Linked DNA regions of Mus musculus: regions 1 and 3 are each linked to region 2. A link is a contact called in public HiChIP or PLAC-seq data. All regions are on one chromosome and are shown on one strand. The core of a region is the stretch at or near the end of the contact, and the rest is flanking DNA. Distances in the headings are between cores, read along the strand shown.

Evidence for each region. HiChIP or PLAC-seq counts read pairs in DNA pulled down with a chosen protein or histone mark.
Region 1: a contact with region 2 is called in a CTCF HiChIP or PLAC-seq map of the NIH/3T3 cell line, with 11 read pairs. The contact joins the promoter of E2f1 here to the enhancer-like site in region 2. A contact is called at or near these places in 1 of 39 promoter capture datasets (second pharyngeal arch cranial neural crest), 1 of 15 datasets of contacts at CTCF or cohesin (the NIH/3T3 cell line), 4 of 115 datasets of contacts at active chromatin or transcription factors (the SCID.adh cell line, bone marrow-derived macrophages and embryonic stem cells) and 3 of 9 other capture datasets (adipose tissue, liver and pancreatic islet).
Region 3: a CTCF HiChIP or PLAC-seq map of the NIH/3T3 cell line shows a contact between it and region 2, with 16 read pairs. The contact joins two enhancer-like sites. A contact is called at or near these places in 2 of 15 datasets of contacts at CTCF or cohesin (the G1E-ER4 cell line and the NIH/3T3 cell line), 6 of 484 Hi-C or Micro-C datasets (the 3T3-L1 cell line, the N1E-115 cell line, cerebral cortex and 3 more), 6 of 115 datasets of contacts at active chromatin or transcription factors (the HPC-7 cell line, embryonic basal ganglia, embryonic fibroblasts and 1 more) and 4 of 9 other capture datasets (adipose tissue, embryonic stem cells, liver and 1 more).

What each region holds. Positions count from the first base shown.
Region 1 is chr2:154,568,446-154,571,145 of GRCm38.p6, forward strand. It overlaps E2f1 (E2F transcription factor 1), which reads right to left and starts at 1,447. Exons shown (of 7, transcript NM_007891.5): 1 at 1,044-1,447. The coding sequence starts at 1,289.
Region 2 is chr2:154,515,796-154,518,495 of GRCm38.p6, forward strand. It overlaps Cbfa2t2 (CBFA2/RUNX1 translocation partner 2), which reads left to right. Exons shown (of 11, transcript NM_172860.2): 5 at 22-203; 6 at 1,914-2,167. Among named protein-coding and RNA genes, the nearest start is that of 1700003F12Rik, 32 kb to the right of the region's middle. Within about 2 kb of position 1,301, at least 23 of the 459 cell types and tissues checked have an H3K27ac peak or open chromatin away from gene starts, as enhancers often do. A contact at or near this core is called in the NIH/3T3 cell line and embryonic fibroblasts, where this site is marked.
Region 3 is chr2:154,454,571-154,457,270 of GRCm38.p6, forward strand. All of the region lies in intron 1 of Cbfa2t2 (CBFA2/RUNX1 translocation partner 2), which reads left to right. Among named protein-coding and RNA genes, the nearest start is that of Cbfa2t2, 19 kb to the left of the region's middle. Within about 2 kb of position 1,326, at least 120 of the 459 cell types and tissues checked have an H3K27ac peak or open chromatin away from gene starts, as enhancers often do. A contact at or near this core is called in the NIH/3T3 cell line and embryonic fibroblasts, where this site is marked.

The sequences.
Region 1 (2,700 bases), core at 197-2,696, 53 kb after region 2:
CCGGAAGGAAGGCAGCACTGGGCGCTGTGCCAAGGGGAGTAAGGGGCCTACTCTAAGATGCCTCAGGGACCAGCTGCCACCCACACCCCCATCAGGAGTTGAACAGCTTCTTCTCTGATACTGGGCCTTGCCCTCGCCCCTCCTGTCCACTCCACCCCTACAATGAAGATAGTGGCCCACTCACGGAGCTGGCCCCTGCTTAGATCCAAGTTCCACTCTCCTCGTACCCAGCTGCCTTTTCTAGGCCCCCTGCCTAAAGTGGTCTTGAGCTACTTGCTTAGAATCAGGAAGAGACTTTTATCCAGGGATCTCCCTCCCACGTCTTCTCTCTCCAGGAACTGGAGGCCCCTTCTCAGGGGCCCAGCCCACCCAGTCTTCCAGAGGCTCAGAGGTCTGTCCGCCTGATTAATAAAGTTCCATGGCAACCAGGAGCTGGAAGGGTGGCAGATGGAAGAACAGGCAAAGGAAGGGTTGCAGCAGCTGGCCCAGCACCCCGCCCCTGCAGAGAAGGCCTCCCAATCAAGAGGCCTATCCCCAGAGGCCTGGAAGGCCAGGCCTGCACCTGGCAGAGCTACTAAGGAGGATCTCCCGAAGATGTCTCTAACAGTCACCCTCTCTCACCTCCAACAAGCAACTGTGCGCACTCCCTAGCCATAGGTTCTGCAGCAAGCCAGCAGACATCAGTTCAAATATCAGCCCCACCATCTGCAGCTGCGTGAAGCACTTCCCCATCTCTGGGCCTCAGTTCCTCCCTCTGGCAGATGGGCACGTGACAACACCCAGCTCACACCAGAATTGGGAATTTGGTGCCAAAGCCTGAGCGTGCACTAAGCAAGCACCAGCTGGATACACGTGAGACACAATCATTAATGGTTCCGACGCTCCGGTGAAGACGCCGAGGCCCGGAGCGAGGCTCAGCAAACAGACAGGCAAGGCAGTCAGTCAATGCGCGCCCCGGGGCGGAGCCCCGAGGCCCAGCCCAGGCTCCGCGCCGCCCAGCGCAGCAGCCCGTCCCCTCCCCCGCCCGCGCCTAGGGTCCGTACCGGCGGGCGGCCGAGAGCCGGGCGCGGTGCACTAGGCGCGGGTCGGGGCGCCTGCGGCGTGGCGAAGAGCAGCACGTCAGAATCGCGAGGGCCAGTGGGCGGCGCGGCGGGGAGCTGCGGGGCGCCGACATCGGGCGCGGTGGAGATGATGACGATCTGCGAGGAGTCGAGCAGCCGCAACGCGCCCGCCCCGAGCAGGGCCTCCAGCGCTGGCGCGTGCTGGCCGCCCGCGGGGGCTACGGCCATGGCGCTCACGGCCCGCGTGGCCCGGGAGGCAGGCGGCGGCGGCGGCGCGGGCCCATGACTGGCAGGCCGCGGCGAGGGCTCGATCCCGCTCCGCCCCGGCCGCCGCTGCCTGCAAAGTCCGGGCCACTTTTACGCGCCAAATCCTTTTTGCCGCGAAAGAGCCACGCGCCGCCGAACGCCTCCTCCATTGGCCGGGGCGGCTGTGACGACGGAGGCTCCGATGGCGAGCATTGGTTGCGGCGTGCGGGGCAGGAGACGGAGGGTGGGACCAGGGGCGGGGTGGCCAATCCCGGGGCGGGGCGCGCGCAGGCTTTGTCCGGGCGGTGCCGGGCGCCTTCTCCCCTCTGCCTCTCGCCGTGCCCTGCAGGAGGCGTGGGCAATGGGCCCCGCCCCTTCACCGCCCACTCGATGGGTGGCGGGTCTGGCGAAGCGAACAAACTTCGTACTCGGTTCTGCACGTCCCGCAGTCTCCACATGACCCCCTAAACTCTCAACCTGTGGTCTCCACCCCCTCAGTTTACAGCCCAGAGACTGCCTCTTCAGGCTCACCTCCAAAGCTCGCTTCAGCCACATCTCCGGTCTTAAGATCCATTTATTCCATTAGTTCACATCATGCTTTCTTCCCTATCCTGTCACCCAGAAGCCAAGCCCAAGAGGGGAGCCAGGAAATGAGTAAGGGATGTGTGGCTTTGATCTCAGTGTCTTTTTACTGAAATTTCTTTCGTAGCCAGAGCCCAGTTAGCGTTCATTCATTTGGTCACTCCACAATGGCGCCTGCCTTTAATCCCAGCACTTGGGAGGCAGAGGCAGGCGGATCTTCCCAGTTCAGGTCATCCAGAACTACACAGTGAGACCCTGATCTCAAAAAAAAAAAAACGCCTGAGAGCGTTCACTGTCCCATCCTCAGTCCAGACCTTGACTCATGACTTAGTGAAAAGGAAAAAAAGGAAACACAGAAGCAGCAGATGTTTGCAATGTGAAGAGATTGGTCCATTAAAGTATCTCCTCTCATAGGGAGGTGCAGGGGCGAGGAGGGTGCGTATGGTGGTGCCTTTAATCCAGAGGTCCTCCATCAGCATTTCTGATTGCTGGGGTCAGCCCGTCTGATCAGCATTGTGGTCCTCTCTACTAGGCATCTTGCCAATACTGGGAATAGAAACATGAAAGGTTTAACAAGACCCACAAACTTCCTGTCCTTGGGGGTGGGGGAGATGACCACAAGAAGAGAGTAAGTAGCTGACAATATTCAAGTCCCCAGGTCCAGTGTAAGCTACAGGGAGCTCTCAAGCCGGGTTACTTTCTCCATGCTTCATGCTACTTAATCTTGGCCCCAACTCTGACCACATTACTCTGAGCTGGCTTAGCAGGGGCTGCTTCTCAGGCCCTTTCTGGGTATGAGAGAATTGGAGGC
Region 2 (2,700 bases), core at 51-2,550:
AACTGCCTCTTTATTTTCAAGGCCAACCTGCCCCTGCTGCAGCGAGAACTGCTGCACTGTGCCCGGGCTGCCAAGCAGACCCCGTCCCAGTACCTGGCCCAGCATGAGCACCTTCTGCTCAACACCAGTATCGCATCTCCTGCTGACTCTTCTGAACTGCTCATGGAGGTTCATGGAAATGGAAAGAGGCCCAGTCCGGAAAGGTGAGCAGGGAAGAGGTCTGTTTTGTTTTTCTGGAGCCACTCTGCTTTAAAAGGAAGAGGGTTTGGTTGTTGGGTGGTAGACAATGTCTTAGACTTTCCAAGATTAGTTTTCCTTTGTCCCAACAACTCTTCAGTTGACACATTCCTTTTGAGGACCTCTGCCCTGGAGTTTACGCAGGTTCACTGTCCCAGAAGTGGAAGAAGAGCAGTCATTAGTCAGTCATCCTTTACTCTTGTTGTTCTCTACCTTAAGATAGAGCTGGCGCTGCAGGTTGAAGACTTAGCTCCCAGGATTGTCCTCTCGCTTAAGCTAACTACAAGTGTCAGGTTCTGTGAATACTGTCCTGTCAAACAACTGTGCCCCCTCTGCTTTTTTCTCATAGGCTGTTTCTGAATGATCTACAAATTGGGCTTCTTTTGGTGGAAGTGGGGTTCACGACAGGGTTTCTGTGTAGCCCTGGCTGTCCTGGAACTTACTTTGTAGACCAGGCTGTCCTCAAACTCACAGAGATCCACCTGCCTTTGTCTCCTGAGTGCTGGGATTAAAGGCATAGCACCACTGCTGGGCTAAATTGAGCTCCTCAGTATTGTTTAATTGTTCATTGTCTCAGAGAACTCAGGAACATTAGCTGGCTAATGATTAAGGATGTGTTCGTCGGATACTGATGAACAGTAGGCAAAGGCAAGGCACAGAGTGGCACTGGGTATGTGGAGTGGGCCTGTCCTCTCCTGGTAGTTGCACCACCATCTCCAAAGAGACGCCACACATACATACTCAGCTCTTCAGACATTCTTGTCTATCTTGTCTGCTTCATTCCTTAAGTGTGATTGAAAATGGCTAACTCATGATCGACTTAACCTTCAATCACCTCCCCTCCCTAGGGGTGGATAGTGTAATTCTGCCTTGGTCCTTCCCATAACCAGCCCCAATCCTGAATCTACCTAGTAGTTGCCAGCCTACAGTTGGCTTCTTAGACTTAGCACTTGGAAGACTCTAAGGACTTTATGACTAGCATGTCAGGAAGTAGGATAAAGTGGCTGCCACAATAGTATATGAGTTGTTGAGGAAGCGGTATTGAACAGCAGAAGGCTTATTACAGTTGAAGCTGTGTTACTAAGACCCATAATGAGTCATAGAGGCAGCCTTTCTTCCCAGGAAATCACCTCCATAGTCAGAAATTTGACCTTCTGCATTCCTAAACTTTCTCAGTTCTTGTCCCATTCAGTTTCTCTTTTCCTGTGTCACGGTTATATGGTTCTGCCTGCCTACTTAGGGGTGAATTTGGCCTGTCTTCATGCTGGAATAAAGAAGCATTTACGAATTGTGTCTAGCCTGAAGACAGTTTGGTTCCTGCCTCTAGGTATAGGAACACACACCAGAAGAGGCACAAAAGTCAGATGTCTAGTTTGGCTGACAGCTGGAAGAAGGGCTGAAGGGCTGGGAGTATAACAATATGAAGCATGTGCTTAGTATATGGGCTGCAGCACCCAAAATAACCATTCTTGCTTTGGAATCTTCAGAAAAATAGCAGTCTTCCTGCTTTGGAAAGTGAATAGAACAAAACATAGTGTGCTCTAGAGGGTTCCAGGTTTCATAGCATCTAAAGGGGGGTGAGACTCTGGGAAGAAACAGCTATTCTGAGACTCGTAGGGATGTTAACATGAACACTTCTTGACAGGCTCCTATAAGCACTTCAGTTTCTTCTACAGGAGGGACGAGAATAATTTTGAAAGAGATACAGTTCCTCCTGAACCGCCTGCCAAGAGAGTGTGTACTATCAGCCCTGCTCCTCGGCACAGTCCCGCCCTCACTGTTCCCCTTATGAATCCTGGGGGCCAGTTCCATCCTACTCCACCACCTCTTCAGCACTATACACTAGAAGACATTGCAACTTCTCACCTGTATCGGGAACCAAACAAGATGCTAGAACACCGAGAAGTTCGTGAGAGGCACCACAATCTTAGTAAGTGATCTCAGCCCCATGGTAATGCCTTCATCTGGAGGGAGTTCACAGACTGCTTTCCTGCTCAGTGATAAAGCCAAATAATAGCGGCATTGCCTTTTTTCTGTTGATACGATGATGTTATGTAGCTGGACATAGTGGCACATACTTCTGATTCCAATACTGTAAAGGCTGAGGCACAATGATCGGCCTACAGTCATCTTCATCTGCCTAAGGAGTTTGTGGGTTGCCTATGCTATAAATAACGATTAATGAAAGGGCTGGGCATGGTAGCACACTTATTAGCAGCCAGGAGGGTTACCCCAAGTTGGAGGCAAGTTTGCTCTACAGGAATCCCAGGTCTGACGCAGCTTATTTGGCTCTACCTGTGTAATCTAATGGAAATTTCTTAGGCTCTTGAGCCTGAGAGTAATAAGTTCTGAAAAGAATTCTGAAATGGGGGCTGGCAAGATGACTCAGTGGGTAAAGGGCACTGACTGCTCTTCCAAAGGTCCGGAGTTCAAATCCCAGCAACCACATGGTGGCTCACAACC
Region 3 (2,700 bases), core at 76-2,575, 61 kb before region 2:
GAAACTGCTTCAATATTCCTTCTGGGCCTTCCTAAATAATGTCTGGAGTTACATTGGACTTGGTGTGTTCCTGTGGGGAACAAAAGCACATGATCACTGAAGCCTGTAGCATAAATGAGAGGCTTGTGCGGGTGGTGTGAAAGGCGCTCTCCCAGCCTCACATGCCTGGGTGGGCAAGCTAAACTAATAGTTCCCAGCAGTTCTGAATCAGACACTGTGGAGCCAAGAGTCTAGCATTTGGAATTCCACTGCCTGTGCTAAGGGCCTGTCTTTTATCCTCCAAACCACCATTTGTTAAATGGCACTGGACCTGTTGACAAGAGGGGGGAGACTGGCAAAGATCAAGTTAAAAGGCAAAAAAAAGTTCAAAGGTAGGAAAATAAGAAGGGTTAGTTATGTCTTCACCTCCCCTTCCCCCACCCCGTCTCTGTCTCTGTCTGTCTCTCTATCTCTCTCTGTAGCTGTAGCCCTGGCTGGCTATTATAGACCCAGGCTGGCCTGGAACTCAGTGATGTCCAGCTTGCCTCCCGGGGTTCAATGGTGTGAGTTACTACACCATGTTTTTCCTCCTCTTCACTTATTTACTTATTTGTTTAATTTTAGTAATTTGTTACAAAGAAACTTCATATCTGAAAGCTGGGTTTGATTGTGCACTCTTTAATCCCAGCACTTGGGAGGCAGAGGCAGGTAGATCTCCTTGAGTTCTAGGCTGGTTTGGTCTACATAGTGAGTTCCAGAACTCTAGAGCTGTGTAGAGAGACCCTGTCTTCCTTCCTTCCTTCCTTCCTTCCTTCCTTCCTTCCTTCCTCTTATTTCTGTCTCTTTCTTTTTTTTTTTCCTTTTTTTTTTTGTGGGGGTGGGGGAGAGCTGTGAATCAAATCTATGAGCATGCTATGGAAAATTCTGAACACAAAAAATAGAACAATGTACTGAATGCCCGTGAACCTATCCGATAGCTGCAGTGAGTGGCAATTCATGAAGAGAAACCCGAACTTTCAGCCTTGGGTTTGGTCTCCATGTTGGGTCATGTTAAATTTGTCATCAGAGCACCGTGTTTAGGCTTTGTAATAAGTGATATGTCACTTAAACTTTCCTTTGGCCAGGGGTGGGAAGTGGGCCTGAGAGAGGGTATCTCTGTGTACCCTTGGCTACCAAAAAACAAAAACAAACCCCAATAAAAAACATCATTTCAAAGCATGTTTGAACCAAGTTTGATTTTCAGTGAGAGGCTTCACGAGGCTGTGTCTGCATCATATGTTTTAGGTGAAATGATCCAGAGCAGCCTTCACATTAGCTTCTATAACAGCTGGCAGGAGGTGGAGAGTGTGGGCGGGCACTGTGAGTAGTATAGTGTACGTTGATGAGATAGTGACTGAGCTAGCTGTTACTGCCCTGTCTTGTGCTGTCCCTTTTTCAAGGAGCAGTTGCTTTCGGTTTTCAGACCTACTGTTTTCTCTGTCTACAGATGATGTGCATTTGGCTTGGTTCCCTGTCTTTTCAGATCCAGCTGTTTCAAATTACATGGGATCCTCAGGGACGGACACTCTTCCTTAGCAAGCAGTGCTGCTTACTGGTGTTCTCTTCTGAAGCCTTTTTTCCTTTGCACACACTTTTGTATATTCTTTGTCTTAAAGAAAAACAGGAGACGTATGGTATGGCCAGGAATGTAGTAGGTAGGTTGGTCGAATGCCTGCTCACCATGCACAAAGCTCAGGATTTGATCTCCAACACCAGCTAAACTGAATGAGGTATTGAGTGCCTGCAGTCAGATTGGAGGACACCCTAGAGGCCAGGTCTCAAAAAAACTTGAAATCGACTTATAATAAATAAATAATATATTTAAAGTGCATAGTGGGTCTGGAGAGGTGCCTCAGTGGTTAAAAGTCTCACTGTGTTATCTGTAGTTGGCTTGGAGTTAGCTATGTTGCTTTATTTGCACCCCCAGCCCCCATTATTTGTATTGTTGTATGTGTATGGGTATCTTGCCTGTATGCATGTCTGTCTGTGCACCACATGCAGTATCCATGGAAGCCAGAACAGGGTGTTGCAGATAGCTATGATCTTTCATGTGGGTGATTGGACTTGAACCCAGATCTTTTGGAAGAGCAGCCAGTGCTCTCAATCACCTCTCAATCCTGTGTTTTGGACTTCTCAAGGTTGCTCTTTAACTCACTATTTAGCTGGTTGACCTTGATTTACTTATTTGCTTGCACCTCCTGAGCCCTAGAATTTACATACAGGTGTCTGTCTTGCCACTCTCCCAGCTCCTTACTCCAGCCTTTGTTTTGGAGTCTTACTGAGCTACTCACCTTGGCCTTGAGCTTGGGATCCTTCTGTCTCACCCAGGTCTCTTTCAGAAGACTTTGATAGATAACTATTTGCTTTCTGATGTGAGGAGTTTGACCATTTCCCCTCCCTTTCAGGGAGGGTGCTGTTCTTGTAAATTAATTGCTTGCTTACTTTTTTTTTAAAAAGATTTATTTATTATTATATCTAAGTACACTGTAGCTGTCTTCAGACACACCAGAAGGGCCTCAGATCTTATTAAGGATGGTTGTGAGCCACCATGTGGTTCCTGGGATTTGAACTCATGACCTTTGGAAGAACTCAGTGCTCTTACCCACTGAGCTATCTCTCCAGCCCAGCTTGCTTGCTTTTAATGGGGAATAGTATTTAAAATCTATACTCTTTGTGATAGAA